Regions from separate parts of the Mus musculus genome. Here region 1 is linked to region 2. A link is a contact called in public Hi-C data. All regions are on one chromosome and are shown on one strand. Each heading gives the region's core, a stretch centred on a gene start, on an enhancer-like site or on the middle of the called end of the contact. The rest is flanking DNA. Distances are from core to core; before and after follow the strand shown.

What was found. A called contact is a pair of places that touch in the nucleus more often than the background predicts.
Region 1: a contact with region 2 is called in a Hi-C map of muscle stem cells, with 1.8 times the contacts expected there. The contact joins two enhancer-like sites. A contact is called at or near these places in 4 of 39 promoter capture datasets (the C10 cell line, the HPC-7 cell line, hippocampal neurons and 1 more), 6 of 484 Hi-C or Micro-C datasets (cerebral cortex, cortical neurons, forebrain and 2 more) and 2 of 9 other capture datasets (liver and pancreatic islet).

Annotation. Positions count from the first base shown.
Region 1 is chr9:115,984,696-115,987,395 of GRCm38.p6, forward strand. All of the region lies in intron 11 of Gadl1 (glutamate decarboxylase-like 1), which reads left to right. Among named protein-coding and RNA genes, the nearest start is that of Gm31234, 8.1 kb to the left of the region's middle. Within about 2 kb of position 1,251, at least 1 of the 459 cell types and tissues checked has an H3K27ac peak or open chromatin away from gene starts, as enhancers often do. A contact at or near this core is called in muscle stem cells, where this site is marked.
Region 2 is chr9:115,928,801-115,931,500 of GRCm38.p6, forward strand. The region is part of intron 1 of Gadl1 (glutamate decarboxylase-like 1); the gene reads left to right. Among named protein-coding and RNA genes, the nearest start is that of Gadl1, 21 kb to the left of the region's middle. Within about 2 kb of position 1,436, at least 5 of the 459 cell types and tissues checked have an H3K27ac peak or open chromatin away from gene starts, as enhancers often do. A contact at or near this core is called in muscle stem cells, where this site is marked.

The DNA of each region.
Region 1 (2,700 bases), core at 1-2,500, 56 kb after region 2:
GTGACAGGGCATCTTACTGAACAATAAAGCTTGCCATTTGGACAAGACTGGCAGCCTCTTAGATCTTTGGATCCATCGGTCTCTTCAATCCAGTGCTGGAGTTGCAGGCATGCTTAGCCATGTGAGACTTTTTACATGGACACTGAACATTCAAACTCAGGAGCATAATCTTACAGAAAGCAAATTTTCTTACCCACTGGTTCATTCTTGCACCTAAAAATGACTTTGATATGGCCAGTTCTTGATATTTTCTTTCTATAAGTAAAACACACACACACACACACACACACACACACACGCACGCACGCACACACACACACACACACACACACACGCACACGCACACGCACACGCACACGCACACGCACACGCACACACACACACACAGTCATGATAGTAAAGAGAGCCACATACAGAGAAGATCATAGAACTCATGTGGCCAATAGCCAACATTAGATCAACCAAGCCTGGGAGTCCAGGCTTGTCACTCCATCATTCAGGAGCCAGAGGATGGGAAATTATGAGTTCAAGGCCAGTTTGTGGTACATGAGATTTTAATTTAAAAAGCAAACCATAGTTTTCCTAATGCATTTGTGTTAATATATTAGTATATATGTGTTAGTACACATGTTAGCGCATGCATGATAGACACATATTAAATACACACATGTGTATGGTACACATGTGTATGGTACACATGTGTATGGTACACATGTGTGAATTACTTGCTTCCAGAACCATTTTCTTATTTTCTATACTCCTTAAATAGAGTCTAACAAGGCTTAGATAGTTTCTTTTTTAAAACCAATGTGTGTGTTGGTGACAATAAGTGAGTATGTATGCGAGCGCACATACATGCACTGTGCTCCTGTAGAGGCCAGAGGTCATTTGAAGGTGTCTTCCTCTATCACTGTCTGCCTCACTTTCTGAGGTGTCTTTTACTATACCTGACGCTCACCACTTCAGCTGTATCTCGGTGAATCATGAGATCCACCCATCTTGCTGTCCAGCCAGTCCTGGGGTTCCAGGTACACTCCACTATGCTCAGCTCTGATGTGGCCGCTGGGGGATCTGAACTCAAGTTTGTGTGATTGTACAGGAAGCGCATTGCCCACGGAGCCAACTCTTGAGCCCCAGAACTAATCTCCCATCCTCAATAATTTCCATAACTCTCATAGAAGCAGCTGATTCAACAAGCTCTGTAATTGTGCACTGTGTAAAAACCCCACGTGTGTCTTCAGAGGTCTTTATAGTAAGGCTGACCACACTATCCTCATCTGCCCATATCTCCGACTGTGACTTCTGGAGTCGTCAGCGGTTTCACTGGAGTCGAGTGCCAAGCCTGCTGGCAGAGGGTACCATTCTCTGGAAATCTCATCCTCTCTTCCGTCCCTAATTCGTTGAGTTTCTGTCACCTTTCCCGGCATCCAAACTTCGCATCAGCAGAGGAAAAATGTCAAGTGTGACCAGGCTTGCCTAGTACAAGCTTCGCCTTAGAGACACTAGCTGAGAGCCAGCTTTGTGTAGCACCCTCCTCCAGCTCAGTGAGGAATGAACAATGAAGTCTAACCAACTGTCCACATCCAGAATTTCAGAAATCGAATAGTACATAAACCAGAGAAGTAGAAAATGCCGGGAAAGGGCCATGGAACAAAACCTAGGGCAAGGCAAGGATCCAACCCGAAACTCTGCGGCCAGAGTGGTCTTTCCAGCACATTGAACAGCACTGAGTGTCTCCCAGGGTCCTGATTGCTGTGATTACTCTGCTCTCAAAGCTTATCCTGAGAAGCATTGGAGCCAGTTGCCATACTTAAAGGTTATTGCTGCCAAACATTGTCTGTTTATGCTTCCTAATAGCTCTGCGGAGACGTTTAATTTTACAAGCTTTGTATTGAACATTTTAAATATTTATTTGTGTCTTTGTGTGTGCACAAAATTTTAAATATTTATTTGTGTGTGTTCACAAATACACACACACACACACACACACACACACACACACACACACACACACGGGACAGCAAGGCAGTGAGTGAGTGACCTGTGCTCACAAGGGAGGAATACACTTGTGTGTCATAGCGTGTGTAAAGGTGAGAGAATAACTTTTGAAAAGTTGGTTCTCACCTTCCAGCTTGTTGATTCTTGGTTGCCTTCTTGTTGATTCTTGGTCGCCTTCCCTGTTGATTCTCGGTTGCCTTCTTGTTGATTCTTGGTCGCCTTCCCTGTTGATTCTGATGCGTGGCATGGTCCGAGTTAGCTGGTCTGGGAGCTTCTAGGCTGTCTCCATCTCCCGTTTCCGTATCTCCCTGTAGATGTGCTGAGACTGAAGATGCTCACTTCTGAGTGAGCACCTGTAGTCACTATAGCTTTTTACATGGCTCAAGGATACCTTGGACTTCTGATCCTCCTGCCTCCGTTTGTATGTCACTATCATTTAACTCTAGTCTGAAGGGACAGCATATGTGAAAGTCATAAGAACAGTGGCACTAAAGGCAAAATTTCTAGGCAGGTTCTGGGGACAGAACACAAGCCACGAGTAACGAGTTATCTTTCCTTTTTTATGCACTATGAAACTTTACCTGGTGTATATAGAATATTTCAAGCATAAATAATAAAGAAATGAGGCCCCTGGAGCCCATTACATCCCTTCACTGAAAAACAATTTTGCCCAGCACAGTGATATCTGACACCCCCCATTTT
Region 2 (2,700 bases), core at 186-2,685:
AGCTTCAGTTCCTGTCCTCGCAGGTTGATGGTGAATTGTTCTATGGAATGGTGAGTGAAATAAACCCTTTCCTCCCTAAGTTGCTTCTGGTCATGGTGTTTCATCCCAGCAACAGTAACTAAGACAGCACTCATTCCGTTCAGTCTTCAATCTCAAAACATGATAGGGTTCTCATGAAACAGAGGGAATCTAGAGCGCTAGACATGCAGGTGCACAGGAAGAAAGGCGAGGGCCAGAGCATTGGGGAAGGGGAGTCCCAGAAACACCAGCATTTGGGGACCAGAGCATTGGGGAAGAGAAGCCCCAGAAATACCAGCAACTCCTGAGGAGGCAGAACTGGGAACATTAGAGGAAAGTCAGAAAAAAAAGCGTCCAGAAATATCCCATCCTGCCCAGCTGCCGCTGAGCTAAGTTAGAGTGTGGAATCCACAGGACAGTTCCCCAGCCTGATGGATAGAAGGAGGTAGATGAAACAGCATGTGGAGTCCTGTCTTCTCCTGGAGCTCGTTGGGAAGATGCTCTCTAGAGCTGAGGAGCTGTGCACCAGGGGAGTTCATGAGGTTTCCAGGTGGCCTAGGAAGGGTGCGGTTTAGGAAGCTTGCTGTCCTGATGACTAGCTGAGAAAGGCAGGAGTGATGGCAGGTTGAGACGTAAAGCGTCCTTAAGCCATATCAATATCAATATCATATCAATAACGGTCTCTCCTGAGAAGAGCTGACGATCACCTAATCACTTGCCTGATGCCCCAAGTTCCATGAAAAGCAAACCGTAAGTAAGCAGGCTTGCAATGTAGCTCTCAATGCCTGCCTAGCGTGCATGAAGCCCTGGGCTCAACCGACAGCCTTGAAGGACCTGGGAGTCATGGTCCATACCTGTAACCATGGTCCCTACCTGTAATCTCAGCACTCAGGACATAAAGACAGAGGACCAGAAGTTCAAAGTTATTCTTGGCTATATAATAAGAAAGTATGAAAGTAGCCTTAGATGCATGGGGCTTATATAAAAAGGAGAGAGAGAGAGAAGAGAAGAGAAGAGGAGAGGAGAGGAGAGGAGAGGAGAGGAGAGGAGAAGAGAAGAGGAGAGAGAGAGAGAGAGAGAGAGAGAGAGAGAGAGAGAGAGGAGGGAGGCAGGGGGAGGAAGGAAGGAAGGAAGGAAGGAAGGAAGGAAGGAAGGAAGGAAGGAAGGAAGGAAGGAAGAAAGGAAGGAAGGAAGAAAGGGTGTGGTGGACAGCCTGCATCCTTGACCACTGGCACAGGCAAGGGACTGCTAGCTATTTTCAGGGTTCACTTCTGTAGAATTTGTCCTCTTGAAGCTGGCCCAGAGTGGATAGACCTAGCTTAGTTGTTGAAGGAAATGGCTTGATATTTGAGTATTGGTTGGGTCTGAGTCATGTAACTGGCACCCCAGACGCTAACAATGGGATTCCACTAAGTAAAGCTGTGGGTGATGGGAGTGTGTCACCACCACCCACAGATGTTGTATAGTTGCCGTTCTCTGTTGTACGGGAGAAGAGCTCACATGTGCAAGGATCTTTGTTCTGACTTGCTCTGTCAGCATTTCACCCAAAGTTCACTGTAGGGTCTCAGGCGTCGTGTCGGCTGGACAAACAGTCCTGTCCATGAACAGCTGTGGGATTCATTCCACTAACATGATTGCAGTGCACGTGAGCACAAGGCTGTCAGCTGGCCTCCTTGATGGCTGAGATTGGGGCTATCTTGGCTTCTTCCATCCAGACCTTGATTCCCTTATCTGAACTCTACACCATACCCACCTCTTTTTTCTTCAGTACTTCTCTGAAGCTGCCGGACAGTCTACGTGGCTTCCTGCTTGCTTTTAAAACACCAGGCAGCTGCTCTGCTCTGACTCCAGCATAGCCAAATTCCAGTTTGTTTCTACCTGCTACTTGTGTCATCCTGGGGACCTGATCCCCTCCTTCTATTTCTTGCAGAGACCCATATGTCAGTTGTTTCTGGTTCTTCTCTTTCTGCGGCCTTTCATGTCTGGGGCCTTCTTCTCTTTTGTGTCTTAATTCAGACAACTTGAATGTCTTTGCCTAACTGTATCTAAAATACCTCCTCATCCTTGTTTTGACAAGTCAAGGACTTTCCTCTAAAGCATCTCTGAGACTCAATGATGATCTTAATTATTCCCCTGTTGGCTTTTGCCTCCTTCATCTCACAGTCACTGCAGTGGAATGTAAATTTGTCAGGGGTGTGTGTGTGTGTATGTGTGTGTGTGTGTATGTGCACGTGTGTGTGCTTGCATATGTGCATGCCTGTGTGTGTGTACACAATTTTCAAGCTACCGTCTACCTTGCTTTTTTGAGATCTGGTCTTTCACTAGCCTGGAGTTCACTTAGGTTAGGGAGCCCGGCCAGGTAATTCTGGAGATCCAGGTGTCTCCACACACCCTCCATCGCTAACCTCATTACTGGGATTACAAGCACATACTGTTAGGGCTGGCTTTTTCATTATGTGTGTTTGGGGGATCGAACTCAGGTCTTCAGACTCCTGAGGCAAGCAGTTTACCAGCTGAGCCATCTCCTTTGGAGAGCATAGCTTTGACTATGACACACACATGTGCTGATGAGTTCGAAAAGGAGAGAAGGAAGGGAGGGAGGGAGGGAGGGAGGGAGGGAGGGAGGGAGGGAGGAACAAATAAACAAAAAGTGGGTAAAAGTTAGAAGTGCTTGGGAAAAGT